Regions from separate parts of the Mus musculus genome. Here all the other regions are linked to region 2. The links are chromatin contacts, called in public ChIA-PET maps. All regions are on one chromosome and are shown on one strand. Each heading gives the region's core, a stretch centred on a gene start, on an enhancer-like site or on the middle of the called end of the contact. The rest is flanking DNA. Distances are from core to core; before and after follow the strand shown.

Region 1 (3,095 bases), core at 13-2,512, 480 kb after region 2:
CTCCTTTCTGAGTCGGCCACACACGACCTGACACAAGTCCGCTCTTCAACAGGGGAGATTTTCAGGTCCAGAGCTGGGATTCAGAGCGACCTGGGGCATTGAGAGAGATGTGGTCCGACTGCTGCTGCTTTCTGGGTTAAATCCAGGCCTCCCTGGCCATAGCACTTAGACACATTGATCTGATGCTTGATGTTAGGCCATGGGCAAGCTGCTCAGAGCTTTGGACTCTGAGTCACATCTGAAAATTGGGAACCGTGGTGCCTGTGTCAGCACATGGGGGTTCAGCACAGCACCTGCCCCCCCCCCCCCAACCCCAGGCCAGTAGCTCTCATACAGATGATTCTCTGTGATTAAGTGCGAGGCAATCAGCAACAGGAAGTTGTGAACATTGGTCCTACAGAGTCCTTGCCTGTCAGATGAGACAGCAGCTCCTGGGCCTCGGCTACCGCTTCTGACTACTGCTGAGCACAGGGACTCAAAACAAGCGTCACCTGCTGCTTTCAGCCACGCTGACAATCCCAGTGTATACAACGTTGATAAACAATTAAAATAGTGTAGCATGGCAGCTTGGGTGGTGGTGGGTCACACCAGTTATCCCAGTACAAAGACGTAGAGGCAGGAAGATAGGGAGTTTGAAACCAGTCGAAGGCACCTAGCAAGACCCTATCTCAAACATCACCCTCTGCAGAATTGAGGACAGTAAGGTGTATCAGCAAGTTAAAGGCACTTGGCACCAAGCCTGAAGTTGATCCCTGGGACTGACTGCTTCAGGTTGTCCTCTGTCCTCCACACAAGCATGGTAGCAAACATGCATAGCCCCCAACACAAAATAAATATATAAAAGGCAATAAAAATATATTTTTCGATCTCCATAAAAATTAACCACCCCAAACTGACAACACAAAATACTTCCGGAAACAGAGCTTAGCTGGAGGCAACTGAGACAGCTTCCCATATGTCAAGTTGTTGTGGAAGGTCAAATCTGTCTGCAGACTGAACTCCAGAGCCTATGAAAGGCCACGGAGTCAGAACTGAAGGGAAAACCTGCAAACAGGCAATGCCCAATGGTAGTGTAGTTAGGCTTTGCATAACAGCCTCTTCAGGGAGCTCTGAAGAGAGCAACACCTTTTAAGTCTACTGTACTAGATGAGTTCCTTAAAGTCAAAAGACCTAGAAAAACAGTGTCCCTGTTGTCTACAGAGCCCATGGCAAGGGAGGCAATACCAGAAATGGACACTAGAGGGCTCTCTCACACAAGTGATGTGACAGCCGTTCAGGTTCTTGAGCAGCTCCTTGGCAAGCTGAGAAAGGTCTGTCCAAGCCTGGGTGGGAAGACTGCCGCGGCTTGAGCAGTCATGTGATTAACTGTTAGAGATTTACAGAAGCCACACATGGCTTGTGGTGGGCAGACTTCTGTGAGCTAGCCGCCTTTCCTATGCACAGAAAGCTCCTGGTGACATTGTCTGCTCTTTGAGATTACTCCTGAGTATCTACATCATGTACAGTTGCTTCCCGGCCCCTGTCTTCTCACAGTCAACACCGCCAGCTGCTGCCACTCTGCGGCTGGGCAGATGAGAAGCACATTCAGGCTCCAGCAACAGCTGCAGTTGTTCAGTTGTTCAGCCCTCTTCGGAGCGCTGGTGGCTGGGTTTGGTTTCCGGTTTTGCCTCTTGCTGTCTGTGTCACCTTGGGCGAGCCATCTCCTTTCTGGGCCTCAGTTTCTTCATCTGTAGAACAGTTGGTACTAATCTCAAAATGACTTCCAGTAAAAATGGAGTTGATTGGTGTCTTAGTCAGGGTTACTATTGCTATGATGAAACTCCATAACCAAAAGCAAGCTGGGGAGGAAAGGGTTTATTTGGCTTACACCTCCACATCACCATTCATCACTGAAGAATTCAGTATAGCACCTCAGACAGGGCAGGAGCCTGGAGGCCGGAGCTGATACAGAGGCAGTGCTGCTCACTGGCTTGCTCCCCATGGCTTGCTCAGCCTGCTTTCTTGTGGAACCCAGGACCACCAGGCCAGGAATGACACCACCCACAATGGGCTGAGCCTTCTCCCATTGATCAATAGCTAAGACAACGCCCTACATGCTTGGCTACAGCCCAATCTTATAAAGACGTTGTCTCAATTGCGGCTCCATGCCCTCTGATAACTAGTTCGTGTCAAGTTGGCATAAAACTACCCAGCACGAATGGGAAACACCTCTAAACAGTAATACTTTGAGTTAGTCACATTATTACTCGGAGCAGGGCTTGGCAAACATTTTCTATAAAGGGCCAGAGAGTGAATGACCTGACAATATAGAAACAGACTAGTGTGGCTGTGTTTCAATAAAACTTTATTTTAGTACAATGGACAACTTCATGGGCAGTGAGTTGTGAGATGTGTTTGGCTTAGGGGTTTTGTTTCACCAACTCTCACTGCCTGCTTTAGAAAGGTCTGTGAGCCTTCGGTGGATTCTTTGTCTAAAAGGCAATAAGAAAAACAACAGCTGTGCCTGGTGTGTGTGGTGTGTTTATAATCTCAGCTACTTGAAAAGCTGAGCCAGCCTGGTGTGATGGTGCACACCTCTAATCCCAGCACTCGGGAGGCAGAAGCAGGCAGGAGTTTGAGGCCAGCCTGGTCTACAAAGTGAGTTCCAGGACAGCTAGGGCTACACAGAGAAACCCTGTCTCGAAAAAACAACAACAACAAAAAAGCTAAGCCAAGAGGATTGCAAGTCCAAAGCTTGCCTGTCTTGAGTATAGAGTAAGTTCGAGATCAGCCTGAGTAACTTTGCTCAGAGATAGAACACTTGCCTAATATGAGGCAGGTACTTCAGACAGAAGGAAGAGGAAGAGCCGGGAGGTGGGTAGGAAGCTGCTTGGTACGGGTGAGTCTGCAAGTGACCTGCATGATGGAAGACAAAGCGGCCGGGAGGGAACACAAAGGGATACACAGGCCACAGTGACGACCTTGGATTGCCATTTGTGGGCAATGGAAACCCAATGTACGGTCTTGAACAGGAGAGAGCCGTGACTGGCCTCAGGTCTGAAAGCCACCATGCTGGACACTGGATGGAAAGTAGCCAGGCCCTGGGTTGGGTTAGC
Region 2 (2,946 bases), core at 191-2,690:
ATGTTACCAGTAGGTCCCTGAATTCCCCCTTCAACAAACATTTATTAATCACATTGTGTATCACATACCAGACTATTCTAGGTATTTTGTATATAGCTCCTGTCAGTGAACCACGGTTTAGAGGAAGTTATAGGATAGGAACAAAGACTTCCTGGAATTGGTCACCAATATAGGACAGAGATATGCAGTAATGGAACAAATGTTAGGATCCCCCAGCAGATTTATCTAACCCAAGGTCAGGAGTGAGGGGAGACGTCTCTGAACTGAGCCTTGAAGATCAATAGCAGTCATTCTGATGAATAGAGAGCAAAGGATTTCCACATAAAAGGAAGTGGGGATTATCGAATCCAGGCAGTTGAGTTTGGTTGGAAGTCAGATCTAGGATGGAAAGTAGGAGGCGATGAAGAGACAAGTGAGTATAAAAGATCTTTTATGCCTGTCATGGGAGTTTGGACATGCGGAGGACAAGGTTTCTAATCTGTGGTGCTGGGACGTGGGGAGGACCACCACATCATGAACAATATGGAAGGGACAATGATAACGACCTACGCTATGACACTGAATATAGGCATGCCTTGGAAGCAGTTAGATGTAAATTCCAAGACCAGAAGACAAACCATTCTGGGTAATGAACACAGAGGTTGTCAACAAGTAGATTGTATCCACGGGAAGAATTGTTTCCCCTAGAAAAACGTGGAGACTCAGAGGACATATCTAAGAACAGTTGCTTTAAAAAACAAAACAAACAAACAAACAAAACCACCTGGGCTCAATGGGACGAGTGCATGAGTACCAAGGAGGAGGTTCAGAAGTTCAGGGTCATTCCTGGTCACCTAACAAGACTAGTTTAGAAAGAAAAGCCAAGCCAAGCATTGGAGCATACACCTGTAACCAGAGCACTTAGTGGGTTGGGGCAGAAGGACTGAGAACTTCAGGCTAGACTGTACACCGTCAAAAACAAAAACAAAAACAAAAACAAACAAAAGAATTAATATAGCGACTCAGAGGAGGAGGAGGAGGAGGAAGAGGAGGAGGAGGAGGAGGAGAAGGAATTCTTGGTGTTAGGAAGGAAACCTCATGGCGTGGAGCCGAGAGCAAGCAAGGCTCGTGGAAGCAATCTCAGACATCATGGGAAGAGCGAGTAAGTCAAGGCATGAATTCATGAGCAAGATCACGACTATTAACAAAAACATTGCTCAGCAGCACAGAGCAGGTGGTGGCTGCCATGCAAGACTATTTGCTTTGGGGGCACAATAGACACACCCCAGTTCAATGTTACGTCAGAGATTTATCGAGGTGTTGACTACGGTAGGGATAGATTAAGTGACTTGCCCAAACCTGGAGCTTATCACATCTGAGCCATCTCAAAGTCCCTCACAGCAAATCAGGAAAGAGGAAGCACAAGGCGTGGCAGAACCTCAGGCTAGGGAGGGTTTCACTTTCAGCCTCTGTGTTCTGCTATTGCATTAAGACTGAATTGGACTTGGAACCACAAAGTCTCTCTTACATGTTAATATATTAAAAGAGGCAGCTAAGCATATTTGTTGTGGTTTGAATGGTTATGCCCCCTATAAACTCATGTGTTTGAATACTTGGCCATAGGGAGTGTGGCACTATTAGGAGGTGTGGCCTTGTTGGAGGAAGTGTGTCACTGAGGTTGGGAGGTTTTCTATTGCCCAAGCTATCCACAGTGTGGCACACAGTCTCTTCCTGCTGCCTGTGGATCAAGATGTAGAACTGTTAGCTCCTTCTCCAGCACTACATTTGCCTGGATGCTGTCATGCTTCCAGCCATGATGATAATGGATTGAACCTCTGAAACTATAAGACAGGCCCAAATTAAATGTTTTCCTTTATAAGAGTTGCCATGGTCATGGTGTCTCTTCACAGCAATAAAACCCTAAGACAGTATTCTAATAGAATTTGCATGATTCCCCACCACTTCCAAATACGAAAACCACGCTGGAGTACCAGCAGTGACTGACTTAAAATATCATCTGCCCTGTAGGAGGTTCTTGAGGCTCAGCTGTGCCACACAGTATCATGAGGCTGCTGGCAATGAGAACTCGTGGCAGGTGTGGAAAGGTCAAAGAGCAGTGGTTATTAGCTGCTAAGGAAGTATTTCATTGTTTTAGCAACCAATGTGGCCATTCCACGTATACTAACTTCATGTTGATGCCATTAAATCATGCTCACTTTACCAGGACAAACGTGGTGAATGGATACATTATGTCTGTTTCTATAGTTTACACAAAGTGGGAGGAGCTCCGTTGTTATTTGAGACAGGGGCTCACTATTTCAGCCTAGGCTGACCTCAAATTCTCAATTCTCCTATTTTGGCCTCCTGAATACTGGGATTATAGGTATGCACTAAACCTGGCCAAAAAAAAAAGGATATTCTTTTCTTTTTTAAAAAAGGCTCAATGTCAAGTATCACTTACCTGGAAAGGTGACAGTAATCATTAATAGGTTAGAGGTGGCAGATACTCTGGCTGGGCCACTTGTGCATATGGAATCTCTGTCATAAACCTCCACTGTACACCGATACACCCCTGTCTCCTCCATAGCTGCATCGTAGATTTGGAGTTGAGAACGAAAGAAAGACTGTGACACCTTCGTCTTCCTGTGGATCTGGGAGAGGACGTCCCCCCATTCAACGGTGCCATTGTGGGCAATTCGAATAAGCCGATGAAAGGCTCCAGAGCCCGCTGGCTGGAACTGCCACGTTACCGAGAACGGCAGCTTGAGATCCGAGTAGTTGGCCCTCACTACACAGGACAGGTGGAAGGTATGGGCTAGCATCACTTGTGGCTGACGGCTCATCAGATTAACTCGTAAACTTGACTCTGTGGGGGAGAATGTGAGACACACTTCCTGTTTACCAGGTCCAAGCTCGGGGACTTCCAAGTTTTCTCAATGCCCCCTTTACACAGGGCCACACACTTGT
Region 3 (2,822 bases), core at 235-2,734, 360 kb after region 2:
GCCCCAGTGACTCCACTCTCTGTCCTCCATGGCAGGCCTCGGGCAAGATGGGGCTTCATTCAAAATAGCAGGCCTCATTTGTGGTGGAAACCACAAGTGTTTGTGAACCCCTCCACCACGAAGCTAAAATGGCTCTGAGGTAGGTGAGGATGAAAGGAAGGCCGGCTCGCCTGACTGGTGGTCAGGGGAGGCTAGGGGAGTTACTGAGGAATTTCACAAGGCAGCCATGGCTGTAGTAAAGGGTATTTTGGCCCTGCTGTTGATCACACACACACACACACACACACACACACACACACACACACACACACACCAAGTGTGTGTGGGGAGAGAGAGAGAGAGAGAGAGAGAGAGAGAGAGAGACTCACTCACATGTGAAGGAAAAAAATGCATTTGAACAGCTCAGGACCAAGACAGATGGCTGTAGTTGATAGAGTCTGGAGAAAAATAGCATTTCCTGCATTTGGGTTATCATATGAGCGATCGCTAAAAAAATGGCTTTGTTTTGTGCTGGATTCTCTGGGCAATTAATTGTGGAAGATCTGCTGTGAGGTCCCTGCTGAGTTTGAAATACTTGAGACATATTTCACAGATCCGTGGTTACTTCAAGCCTCCCTCCCTCCCTCCCTCCCTCCCACCCTCCCTCCCTCCTTCCCTCCCTCTCTCCTTTGCTCTTCCTCCTCTTCTCTTCTTTTCCGTCCCTCCTGATCCTCTCTGCATTGGCCCCTTCCAATTCTCCTCTGCTTTGCCCTTTCTTTTCCCAGCAATCTTCTTCCTTTTCTGTGGCTCCCCAGCCCCCATCCATAAATAGCAAATCACAAGTAAGTAAAGAGAAGGGGATGCTGAGGGGATCGCTGGGTATTGTGAAAATTACAAGTGACTTTGGGGAAAGCTTGTTGGCATCCACATGGTATCATTTGCACTGTGAACTTAAGGTCCATGTATGGGCTCCTAAGCACCAGGCAGCACTGGAGCCTGGCGGAGGGGGAGGGGGAGGGGGAGGGGAGGGGAGGGGGAGGGGGAGGGTTCCGCTGCCCCTGCTGCCAGTTATTTCCCAAGCCCTCCTGAGACTAGGCTGGGTATGAGATTTGAAGATCCCCAGCACATGGTCCTTCCCAGCTTTGATAGATGAACTAAAGAGAGCGATCAGTAATTAAAGTTCTTTGTACAAGTCAAAACAAAAAGTCTGATCACGAGTGTCTGTGTGAATCACCTCCCACAGCTGCTAAGAAGGAGGGAGTCAGATACTGTGGTCAAGTCATCCAACTTGAAAACTTACAAGATTTCCTTACCCCAGCTATCTAAGCATCATAGAGCCCGGGGGCTAGCGGCCCACTCTATGGTGAAAGTAAGTTCAAGGGCACTCGTTCATGGGATCAGTTAATCATCCCGAATCCATTCTGTAATGCTTCCGTTGAGTGCCTGCATGCTTACACAGCTACCGTGGGCAGTCTCCGACCTCGAGAAACTTATCAGGAAAAACCACATGTTAAACAAAGAGCCTAAGTCAATGGCAAGGCACGGCCCTGGACATCTCTGCCGAGCACAGAGCTGGTGAAGACATGAACTCACTCCGGAAGAAGGGGAGGAGAGGTGGTTTTTTGTTTTTGGTTTTTTTTCCCACCCATAAAAAGGGTGAGAGTTTGCCAAGCTAGTGCCAGCAGCCTCAGAAGGCAACACTCACCTCACAGAATACCTGGCGCGTGCACAGGCATGGCTCAGAAACCACAGCTGACTGGCAACTCCAGTTCATGACAGGCAGAACCAAGAGCATAGGGAAGTTGGGGAGCAACCAAGGAGTCTGGGGAGATGCTCAGAGCCCACTGGAGGAAGCCTGAGTCTTTCCTAAGCATGTGGCAGCCTCAGAGGGTCCTGTCTAAAGGGTGCTTTACAAACGTGTACACCCTGTTGGGGATGGTTCTTTTGGTTTGGTTTGGTTTGAGTCAGGGTCTCAACTGCGTAGCCTAGGCTAACCTAAACTGGCACAGTACTTACTCCAGGCTTGTCCTGAGATAGAATGGAAGACAGTGAGCACTCAAACATAAATCAAGCCTTGCCACATCACGGCTCTGAAGTATCTGATGGTCCTCCCCCCACCCCCACATGCCTCCATCCCCACACAGGACAAAACCCAGAATCCCCCAAGACCCACATGACTTGCCTTTGCCTTCCTCCCATACCTCCCTCCAGCCCCCATCATTCCCACCACTCTAACTTTCTCTAATTGGCCTCTTACCATGAAAGCGCCCCCATCCATCCTAGTAGAGGTTTGTGTTTCTGCAAACATTGTTTGAACTTCTCTTTTTAAAAAAACACGGTCTCACTATATAGCCCCAGATGACCTGGAGCTTGCTGTAGACCAGGCTGACCTTGAACTCAGAGATTCCCTTGCCTCTGCCTCCTGGATGCCACCACATCCAGCTTCGAGATCACCTCTCTTTGCTGACTTGTCATCTCTCTCCCCAGCTAGACTTTACTGATTCATTTGACTAGCATTTGTTGAGCACAGGCTGTGCACTAGCCTTGATTTTCAATGTTGAGCATACCCTGGAGAACCAGGCAAGACAGAACTAGGTACCCCGAGCTTCCATCCTCCTGGGAAGACATAATAAACAGAGAAGCACACAGAAACAGAGTCCCACAGGGATAGAAATCAAGACAGCCATTTTTGTTTCATTTTGTTTTCATTAAGATTTCTATGTTTCTGTATGTGTGTACCTCTGTGCGTCTGTATGCTGCATGCTGTGGGTATCAGTGGAAGCCAGAAGAAGGCATTGGATCCCAGAAGCACAGGTAGCTGTGAATTGCCTGATGTAGGGTTT

The links. ChIA-PET counts read pairs in DNA pulled down with a chosen protein or histone mark.
Region 1: a contact with region 2 is called in an RNA polymerase II ChIA-PET map of memory CD8 T cells, with 29 read pairs. The contact joins two enhancer-like sites. A contact is called at or near these places in 4 of 39 promoter capture datasets (the 3T3-L1 cell line, embryonic stem cells, frontonasal cranial neural crest and 1 more) and 1 of 115 datasets of contacts at active chromatin or transcription factors (memory CD8 T cells).
Region 3: a contact with region 2 is called in an RNA polymerase II ChIA-PET map of memory CD8 T cells, with 105 read pairs. The contact joins two enhancer-like sites. A contact is called at or near these places in 5 of 39 promoter capture datasets (the C10 cell line, the SN4741 cell line, cranial neural crest and 2 more), 1 of 484 Hi-C or Micro-C datasets (nephron progenitors), 9 of 115 datasets of contacts at active chromatin or transcription factors (bone marrow-derived macrophages, embryonic forebrain, embryonic hindbrain and 5 more) and 1 of 9 other capture datasets (adipose tissue).

What each region holds. Positions count from the first base shown.
Region 1 is chr3:101,492,784-101,495,878 of GRCm38.p6, forward strand. No RefSeq gene overlaps it. Among named protein-coding and RNA genes, the nearest start is that of Gm40109, 14 kb to the right of the region's middle. Within about 2 kb of position 1,263, at least 63 of the 459 cell types and tissues checked have an H3K27ac peak or open chromatin away from gene starts, as enhancers often do. A contact at or near this core is called in memory CD8 T cells, where this site is marked.
Region 2 is chr3:101,009,346-101,012,291 of GRCm38.p6, forward strand. It overlaps Cd101 (CD101 antigen), which reads right to left. Exons shown (of 9, transcript NM_001167906.2): 6 at 2,441-2,845. Among named protein-coding and RNA genes, the nearest start is that of Cd101, 19 kb to the right of the region's middle. Within about 2 kb of position 1,441, at least 112 of the 459 cell types and tissues checked have an H3K27ac peak or open chromatin away from gene starts, as enhancers often do. A contact at or near this core is called in memory CD8 T cells, where this site is marked.
Region 3 is chr3:101,366,122-101,368,943 of GRCm38.p6, forward strand. No RefSeq gene overlaps it. Among named protein-coding and RNA genes, the nearest start is that of Igsf3, 9.6 kb to the right of the region's middle. Within about 2 kb of position 1,485, at least 53 of the 459 cell types and tissues checked have an H3K27ac peak or open chromatin away from gene starts, as enhancers often do. A contact at or near this core is called in memory CD8 T cells, where this site is marked.